Linked DNA regions of Dromaius novaehollandiae: region 2 is linked to region 1. A link is a contact called in public Hi-C data. All regions are on one chromosome and are shown on one strand. The core of a region is the stretch at or near the end of the contact, and the rest is flanking DNA. Distances in the headings are between cores, read along the strand shown.

Evidence for each region. Hi-C and Micro-C count contacts between places; a contact is called where the count stands out from the background.
Region 2: a Hi-C map of liver shows a contact between it and region 1, with 2.9 times the contacts expected there. The contact joins the enhancer-like site here to the promoter of ADPRHL1 in region 1. A contact is called at or near these places in 3 of 4 Hi-C or Micro-C datasets (blood, brain and liver).

The regions. Positions count from the first base shown.
Region 1 is chr1:153,721,358-153,726,334 of bDroNov1.hap1, forward strand. It overlaps ADPRHL1 (ADP-ribosylhydrolase like 1), which reads left to right and starts at 2,357. Exons shown (of 7, transcript XM_026096980.2): 1 at 2,357-2,860. The coding sequence starts at 2,647.
Region 2 is chr1:153,764,643-153,769,619 of bDroNov1.hap1, forward strand. No RefSeq gene overlaps it. Among named protein-coding and RNA genes, the nearest start is that of GRTP1, 16 kb to the right of the region's middle. Within about 2 kb of position 1,994, at least 2 of the 2 cell types and tissues checked have open chromatin away from gene starts, as enhancers often do.

The DNA of each region.
Region 1 (4,977 bases), core at 1,107-3,606:
TATAATAAATGAATACTTCTTGATCTTAATGGAGTTTATGTATTTTGGCTATGTTTCAGATATGCAAGTGTGATATTTTACAAATTATTATCTCATCTTTATTTTCTTTGAGTGTAGATATCTGTGTGCCTAACTTCTGCCCAAAAAGTTTGCCAAAAAGCAACTGGAAATACTACATGAAGAAGAAATTATATGCAATTTACAAAATAAAAAAAACCCCTAAATTCTTTGCTGCATGTTCTGCTTCATAGACTTGGAAAAATAAAACTTCTCTGACTTATAAAGGCTGGGTTTTCATTATAGCCTTATTTCTAAGAGCTAAGATTTTATTCCTGATTTGGGCTGTGTTATGGGTGGTCAAGTATGCAGGCAACAGGGTAAAGTCCATGGGAGGGAACAGGGCAGCACAATTGCTAGCCACAGTTTAGAGGAAGAGATGAATGGGAAAACTAAGAATAACTTTGCTCATTTTCAGAAAGAAACATTTCATCTGATAAGGCCATTACTAGCCTTCTGTGGTGTGTCAGTAGGTGATTTCTCTAGTCCTTGATTTGCAAGGTTGAATTCCCATGTCCTTTCAGATCACAATATTCTGTGCAGTGAAGGGGAACCATAGAAGGATACATTGACCTGTACCTGAGACATCAAATTGGAAGCTACCATGCGTTTGCCTGATGTGGTTTTGGTAGGCTACATTGGCTTTAGTTGTCCATTCTGACAACTAAATGTTCATTTTTAGGCATGCTGAGCCTGAGGATCAAAATCTTTACAGCTGCCTCTATGTTGTTTCAATGCCTCAGTTCAGGGATGTGATCTCTATTCTCCTAGCCAAGCAGTGCTGTGACTTGCATCCACACAGCTCATGGTTAGCCACCTCTAGAGCCCTGTGGCCACATCCGCGCTATAGAGTACTTGGCTCCACATCTCCTCTGGTCCCTATGTAGTCCTGGCATCCTAAGGCACAGCTGTCATTTTTGACCACTTTTTCAGTTTAGAGTTCTTTGTTGCTAGCAGTAAGGACACACTCTCAGGGTCCAGTTCCTGAGCCTCAGCACTTCTGTTAACCAAACCCTAATCATTAAAACAAGGGTTCACAAACAAGAGGCTACTTTTACCAATTTTGCATCTTATACTGTAGAATAAGGATGGTGATGCTTCTCTTCCATCCGTGTGTTCTTTTTGTAAAGTGAAGTAGTGTTCTTATATGTGTAAATTATTCAGTTATGCAATTAACTGCTTACCATTTTGGGTAATGTTAGTAAGATGCATGCTTTACACTTTTGGCCTATTCCATTCAAATGGCAACCAGCATTTCTTTCTGAAAAAGGTCAAAGAAAAACAAAACCTTTCCCCTGCTATCCTGTATCAAAATTACAGTCAACCCAATCAAAGCTTTCTGTTTATCTAGATAAGTTTATATTTACACTTGTATTTCTATCTGTAAAGTAGTAATTTGTGATTCTTTAGGACAGCATGAACGGTGCCTGGGAACCATGATTTGGGTCTGTCTCAATAAACCGCCCTGAAGGAAGATGTTGAGCCCACACTGCGACATGTTTGCGGGCAAAGCATGTTTAAAAGGCTGCAAGACTACAGAGGTCGGTCCTTCTTGTATTGAATGACAGAGGACAGAAAAAACTGTGATGACAGAATAAAGCAAATAATCTCAAAAGTATCAAGTTGAAAGCATGGTATTAAAACTCTCCATTCTCACTAACTGAGACTTCTTCATATGTGAACTTTCCTAGACTCACAGGATGCCATTTAAACACATCTTTCAAAATAGTTTCCTTTCAGAATTGAAGTGTAGGCTGCACTGGAGCTCTGGCTTAGGAAAATGTCATCCTTTGCCAGAGAGCAAGGAGATGCAAGATTTAGGTTGGTATTTTGCTCAGTGTTTATCCAGGGGTGCAGTGAGTTAGCAAGATATTCTTGTTATAGGTTGAGCACAGCAAGAAAGTTGTGTCATCTTGGAATCAGATAGCTTTCTGGGTCACTTGTCCAAAGTCAGTTGCAAACCCATCTGAGCCTGCAGATGACAAAACATTGCCATAGGGCATAGTTAGAAACGTGAGAGGTTTACTGCTTTTTATGAGGCTCTTACCATGCAGCCCATCATTCTAGTATTTACTGAGTTTGGAAATGTCTTTTATCACATTCAACTGTTTTCAGTTTCTTGATCAGTCCCCAAAAGGGACACTGACTCTATCATACCAGAAAAGTGAAGGAAAATATATTAATTTACAAGTTATTGAATAAATAAATACCCCTGTGGAGGCATCTGTTTTTCTGGGTGTAGAGTTACTTATGCTGGGTAGGGCTAGGTATTTCCTGGCTTGCTTTATGCTGGGTTGCAGAAGTGCTGTTTTTGCACTTCACTTTGTGGGCATGCTCCTGCAGTTCCATTGAACAAAATCCCTGCAAAATCCCTGGCTGATGAAATATTTCCTCTGCATTGGGTCTTAGGCAAGAGACGGCATCTGCAAAGCCAGAAAAGGAAGCTCTTGCCTTATAGAGCGAGCTCTCTGTAGTGACACAATGGCTGATATAAAGTGTCAGTGGAGCTGAGCTGAAGGCAAAGGAACAAAGAAAGATCACGATTCAGTGGCTGTTTCACACGAAAGGAAAGTGGAAAGTATCTCGGGGATGGATAAATTCAAGGCTGCACTTGTACTGGCCGGGGTAGGAGATGCTCTTGGTTATCGAAATTTCTCCCGAGAAAACAATGCTTTAGGTGCAAAAATCCAGCAGGAGCTGAAGGAAATTGGAGGGCTCGAGAACCTGGTGCTCTCTCCAGACAAATGGCCAGTAAGTGACAATACCCTCATGCACATGGCTACAGCAGAGGCCGTCATCACAGGTAGGTGACAATGAACTAGCGAATGCCATCCGGAAAGGAGCAAAACTGTAGAGCTGCTAGATTTCTTAAAATAAGCCTGAGTGCTGTGGAAGTAGTGAGAAACTGTGTCAGGTTCCTAAATGCTGCTTATAGGAATGATAATATACATATATTAGCTTGTCTTTTAGATAAGCACGATCTTTTGACCATTGTACAAAATAAGCAGATCTGATTTCTTTAGTGTGGAGTAGCTCTCTTCACGTTTTCCACAGGTTTACCATGCTGATTAAAGCTTCAAGATTAAAATACAGCATGTCCAGCATAATTAAAAAAAGTAAAATCTGCACACTGTACTTCAGGGAATAATACCACCAATGGAAATAAACCTGTTTAAAACTCTTCTGTAAAAAGAATAGTTCTAGGCACATTTTTAAGATGTTTGTGTTCAGAACTTCAGTTTGGCATAGAGTTGCCTTAATACCTCTTTCAGGCTAAAATCATTTGAACTATCTCATCTTTGCCAGCTTTCAGACAAGCGGTTGCACCTGCAAAGCCAGAGAAGGAACAATTTTTTATATGAGTAGAGTTCTATACCTTTTGTCCAGAAAAATATTTTAAAATGTGTTTTATAAAAAAGTATATCAAAATAGTGAATGTTATTAGCACGTGTCTTCTAAAATCACAACATTTTGAAAGAGTACATTTGTTTTTTCTTAAGGCAGTAATAGTCTTTTGTAACATGCCATGATATTTATACTGACACTCTACCAACTGAACCAAGGCTTTCTGAGACCATCAAGCCCATCAACAGAAATACATAGGAAGACAGTAACTGTTCAGCAATATTTTCTCATTTCAAAATGAATGAAACTTATCTCTGTAAAAATATTCCTAATTTTTCTTAACTCTTATAATACTCAATAATTAACAACAGCAAAAACCTATAATGTAGCTAATATTGCCTAAGTCAATGAAGTTTCACTTGTGCTTCTGTTTCACTGCTTTATCTGTCTGCTGCTAACCTGCTCTAAATTTAGGATGTAGAGATCAGTTGGAGAGTGTGTTAGACACTTCATGCTTGGCTATTAGCTAACCAATGGTTTAAGGGGTAGCTAATACACTAAAGATAAGGGCAAGATGTCAGCCTATCAAGAGAAAAGATGACTAACATATTTCTGAATATAGTCTATGATTAAATACATATCATATGTTTTCTGCTCGTTGAACTCCATAAATCTGTAACTTCAGAGTAATCAAGCCGGTTAGACTATCAGTATAATAATAAATCTTATTTCTTAAATACGCCAGGAGCACAACTGTTCTTTAAAGAAAAAAAAAAGTCTCACTATATTTCACATCAACTGTGTTTATTATGTACTCTCATTTCTCTGTCCTCATTGAATAGTCTTTTAAAAAAGGTCTTCACATGGACTGGTGAGAAAGCAAAGAGCTATAGTGGGGAGTTTTAGGAAGAAATTATCATTTCATAGTGATGTTCCTGAAGGAAAAGCAAGTCTTTTCGTCTGCTTCCCCAAAGGAAAACAGAACTGCTCCTGCCTCCAACAGTGTCTCCTCATAGCAAACTAAATGCAAAAAAGCCACCAGGTCTGGCCATGGCTCAACGAGTGTGCAAAATCGCTGAAGTCAACAGAGTAAACCTAATGAAGGTGGCAGTGGGTCCCCGAGGCTGAAGTGTCCCTGGCCCCCATGACCTGCGTGGTCATGCCACAGAGAGTGCTTGCTCACCCTCAGAGGCGATGGGAGCGTAGACGGTGGCTCTGTCTTCTTGCACCATGGTCATGACTTCAGGGCAGAGTGTACACATATGCTGCAGAAAATGAAAAGGAGGAAGATCTTTAAGAATATATTGGAAATCTGGAACATTACCAGCCAAAAAAAAAAAAAGGATGGGGGGGATAATCAACAAGTATCCTGTCCCTCACTGCTATTCGTTAAAAAAAAGATATCACAATCGCTGCCTGGGACCTTCAGGGGCATTTCGCATCCTGGGTGATTGACCCTCTCAAGTGCCCTTGTTGCCCCTGTTTCCTGCGGAAGGAGCACAGAGTGACACCACTTGGTCACCTCAGTTATGGGGTATCCGCCTGAGCAGAGGACTGAGGTAGGGGCTGAAGGCT
Region 2 (4,977 bases), core at 744-3,243, 43 kb after region 1:
AAGGAATCAGAGAGACAAAACTATAGGACACCTCACAGCCAGTTCATCCTGACCAAGAAACAACCATGTTTAGTCAAGTTATCTCTTTAGGATGAAATACTTGTGTCCTTGGGATCTGTACAAATACAGAGGATTATCCAACCACAGCCCTGCATTGCTAGCCCTGGCTACTGAAATCTTTCATTCTTCTAAAGAATGGGAACAGTGCGGGCAGCGGTGATCCAAGCAACCAAATAAGGTCCCACCAAATGTCTCTCAGCTCTAAATATCTTCAGACTCAAGGAAATTTATCTGCAGAAGGACAGAAGTCCCCAAAGAGACATCTTTCTTAGACTCATTTAAATTACACCCATCATGTAAGAAGAAAGTCTGTACCATTGTCATGTCATACAGATTCCAGAATAAAACCATTTTCCTTTTTATGTGTGTTATTTATTTGTATGACTGAGTCTTCCTTGTGTGTGTTCAGAAGATGAAAATAACAAAGACATACAAAACTGGGCAACGCTGCGGTTTGAGCCCTCTACCGGTGCATAAAACACTGCAAGCATTTGTGGGCCCAGCACATTGCCTTTCCAGCAAAGGCAAGGGAGAGTTCTGGAGGGCTTTGACTCATGCTGGGGCCTCTAAGGCTAGCCACCACTCCCTGGAGGCAAACCAAGCCTGGAGATACCCTCAGGAGAGTGTGGATTTCAGACCACGCTCTTTTAAACCAGCAGCGCTTTTTTTGGCTGTATCTGTAGTCAAGTTGCTGCTCCCCTACAACTACTCAAAATGATGCCAGCAGTTGTTTGGGGCCTTCTAATGTTCCTCTAATGTTTCCTTCCACCAGCTTGTAAAACCTGTATTTGCACATGGCATAAAGCATGTGTGTAAAGTGCCTGAGAGTATGACTCCTGGTAGGAGTCAGTAAGAAGCTATATATCTTTAAGACTTAGAAGAAACAGACTCGTAGAAATACCACATGGAATACCACATGGAAGTGAGTACTTTAGCACAAGCTGTTCCTAAGAAAATATAATAAAATGCAGGTAAGTCTTGATATTTTTTTTCCTAATATAATAATTCTTTCTGATTTCAAAAGAATCCACTTCTTTCTATACCTTACTTCTCCATCTGTGTAATGGGAAAGAGTAACAATGATTTTTTTCCTCATCTGGTTGCCATTTTTTGTATGTTTGGTATACAAGTTCTTTGGGACAGGGCAGTCTGCTCCAAGTGTATGTATGCAGACGTATCATCTATGTAGCTAGGACCAAGCTATCCACTGAAATTTCCAAGTTATGATAAAGCTCAGATTGAAGATCACATTTGTCATGTCTATTAACTTTAGTTGCTCATTTTCAGAATCGATGTGAAAGCCGAAACGTGGCACAAGCACAACCTCCAGGTTTTCCCTTTTAAAAAGCTCAACGTCGAGGCTTAGTTTTATACTTAAAACCTGGTTCACCAAATTATCTATTCAAAAAGAGTGCCCACTGCTGTCTAATGTACACAACCAGTGCACAACTCCAGACAAACGGAAACATAAAATCAGGTCTTTATGTTTTCTCCTTTCAAAACTCAAGTTTAAATTAAAAACCAGGTGTCTGAAAATTTGCTAAACTAAGATGAGATAAGCTTCCATTTTCTAGGGTCTGAAGTACAGTTCAACGTCATTTCTGAAGGCAATGAGATCACCACCGTGATCACTGAGTGCCATGTGGCTAATGAAAGATTGCAAGGGCGCATTAAGTCAACCAGCAGTGAAACTCTCCTGCAGCTTTGACGGCTATTGCCGGGCAGCATCTCCTTTGGTGGCTGCCCTCGCAGTAATTTAACGGTAGTGGTGCAGCTCCCATTGCACCAATAGAAACCCCATGTGGGACAAGACACCAGCCTCTGATAAGGGCTGGATGAGACTGTGACAAACACGGTTCAGTCTTGCTGCCAGGAGCAGTGGGGCTAAGCCTGCACACTGGGTAGGAGATACAGCACTAACAAGGCTCTGCTGTTTCTCATTAGCGTGCTGCATGATGGTATTTAGGACACAGTTTACAAGCCTGGCAAAGGCAGGGCTGCAGACTCCCTGTTTCCTCTGTGTTTATAAATCCTCCACAGGCTGTTGCTGGGGGAGTGGGACTCGGTGTGTTTTCTGTTCAGCAGCTTTATTCCAAATGGAGCAGAGCTGAGACTTCTTCCATTTCCTCGTATTTTTTAAAGTGCTGAGCTGAAAGAGAATTATAAAAATAAAGCATCTTCTTTTGGTTTTTGACTTTTTACTGTTAATTGGCTGTGACTGTAGTTCCTGGGTACTACAATATGACACTCACTAAAATATGGTAACTTTTCTCCTTGAAATTTGTTTCAAATAGAAAAATGTGTTCTAATAATGTTCCTCCATCCTGATAAGGAAAGTTCACACTTCCTGAAACACTGTGTTTTGGTATCTTTCCAAAATAAAACATGTTCCCATGGAAAAAAAATTATTCTGAAGACATTATTTTAAAAAATAAAACTATTCTGAAGAAACAGAATGTTCCAATCAAAACCACATTTCATGGGGAAACCATTGATGATTAGTGACAGCTAATGGAGCAGGGAGAGGCTGTTACGGCCCAGGATGGGGAGGCTAAGGGGGCAGAAGCCCTGCAGCTTGCTCTCTCCTTGCAGCCCCAGATATGGACCATGCATGATGACACTGTGTTAGCAAAGGAAGAAGAAGCCCAATATAGAAGAATACCATCAAGCCTATTGCTTCTGCGTTTTTGAAACAATCCACTGGGATAGGATTAAGCTCCAGAGGCAGAAACTCTAAACTTCTTTGGGAAAACATCCAAAGGGCAATTTCCCTTTACTAACTGGTGCGTAAAAGAAGAGGAAATCCTAAGACTGTCACAAGCAAAGGTGTCCCTGAGTTTGTGGGAGTGTTTTGCTCCCGGGTCCCTGTGGGTGGTTGTACTGGCCTGTAGATGGCGAGTTTTCCATTTGGAGGAGTGGTTGTTTCGGGGAAAAAAAAGGGGGAAAACCCTTCATCCTTAGGGAAACCTGAGAAGCAAATACTGTGTGAAGTGGCTAACTAGGAGTTAACCTTCCAGTTTCCCAAATGCCTCTCCCATGATGCATAACTCCGTACGCATGACCGATGGTCTACCAGGCATCAGGATTTTGCCCTGAAGATGATGCTATTACAACTTTGGCTAAATATTAAGCCTTCTTACTTGAAACGGAATCGGGAAGCTCAACACCCACTTCAGTAGCATCCACAGTCCATGGCATAAAATCATCAAGATTTCTCTTTCAGGAGGCAAAGTGAAGGTATGTGATGATCATGCTATAATTTCATTTTCTGGTTCCCTCTTATGGTTTTTAGTAATACACTGACATGAAGAAAGAGGTACCCATATTGACTGATTGACACAAAAGATAACACTGCAAGGCCCAAGACATTCAGGGAATGACTTGCAGTGTTACTGATCTCTGGGCTATCATGAGCCAAATTCTCTCAGGAAGCCAAAAATTTTAAGCTTGGTCCCCACTGAATCATGACATACTTCTAAGAAAATGTTTTCCATATGTTTTTCATAATCCATGCCTGTATTTTAAGCTCATCTGGACTCCTTCACCAATGAGCTAGTAAAAATATCAAGTTGAAAAGAGTACTTCTGATACACACAAAAAGACATGTTTTTCCCTGACTACCCAAACGGAAACTTCACTTACTCCAAATTCATCCTTTAACGCATTCACTTCCTATTTCTAGCTTCCCTCACTTCCTTTCTACTTTCCTCCCTTTCCCTTTATATTTCTGTCCTGTCCAAGGGCTACAGAATGAGGCTGGAATGTGAATCGTGTACTTCCAAGAAATATAAAGTACATACTCTGTGGGTCAAATTTTCCATTTATTTTTTCAGTAAAGATTTATGAGCCTTCCTGAAGGCTGCATGGGTAGGAATGTCTTTCTAACATCCAACTACTCACTAATTCCCAGGAAAACCCCTAATACAAAGAGAATTTTTGATAATTCAGTAGTCTTTCCATTTTGAAGTTTCACTGTTATTTTATTTTAAAAAAAAAGCACTCATGGATATTCAAGAGACATTTTTAATGCACTATTTTGATAATCTACATAAATGCACACACGTATTCCATTTTGGTTGCAAATCGCAAATTCAGCTACAATTTGGGGCCCAAATAACTGAAATATTTGTTTTCTTTGAGAGATTTTTCCATCCCTTCTGCTCTCCTGCACTGTACCCACTCCTCTGTGGGTAGCCTGGGATTTTCCCTTTGCCACCATCCCAGGAGGAGCCCCACGGCAGAAGAAGGTGGGCTCCTTTGCCACGCACAGCCCTGGGCAGCTGCTGCTGCTGCTGCCAGCGTTGCTGCAAAGCAGGTAGCAGCTCTCCTCGGACATTTCCACAGTTGCAGGAGGATGCTCAGCTATCAGCCCATGGATATATAGCAAATGAGCCAGCTCTGTGCTATTTGCTCTGGGGCTGAGCTGTGTCAGTGTGTTCAGCTCTCAGAGTCGCAAGAGTAGAAGAGCAACACACTGTAACTCAGGACTGATTTGAGATGTAATGTGAATTCCAGCCTGCCCTTGCTCTGCCTCTGCCTGCACTGCCCCCGGCTCGCCCACAGGGTTTGGGGGGGGTTTGCATGGCCCCAGGCCTGCACATGAGCGTGTCTGCCCATGGCTTTGCCTCCACGTGCCCAGCACCGGCCACTGCAGGGTGGTGCCTGGACTGGAGGTGCTCAGGTGCAAGGGGGTCGCCAAGCCAGTGCGCAGCTGCTGCCTGTGCAGCACAGAACAGGACGGCACTTTCCTATGGTACTGGGAGAGGAGTAACACACAGTGAAGCCTGAGTGCTGATGAAGAGGAGAAGCTTTTTGATTGCTGCCCAGAAGATCATGCTGCTGGCAAAAAGCAGCATTTATTACCTCCTCTCTCCTGCTACCCTCAGACTCTACTTCTTTCCTGAGCCTTAATAGCTT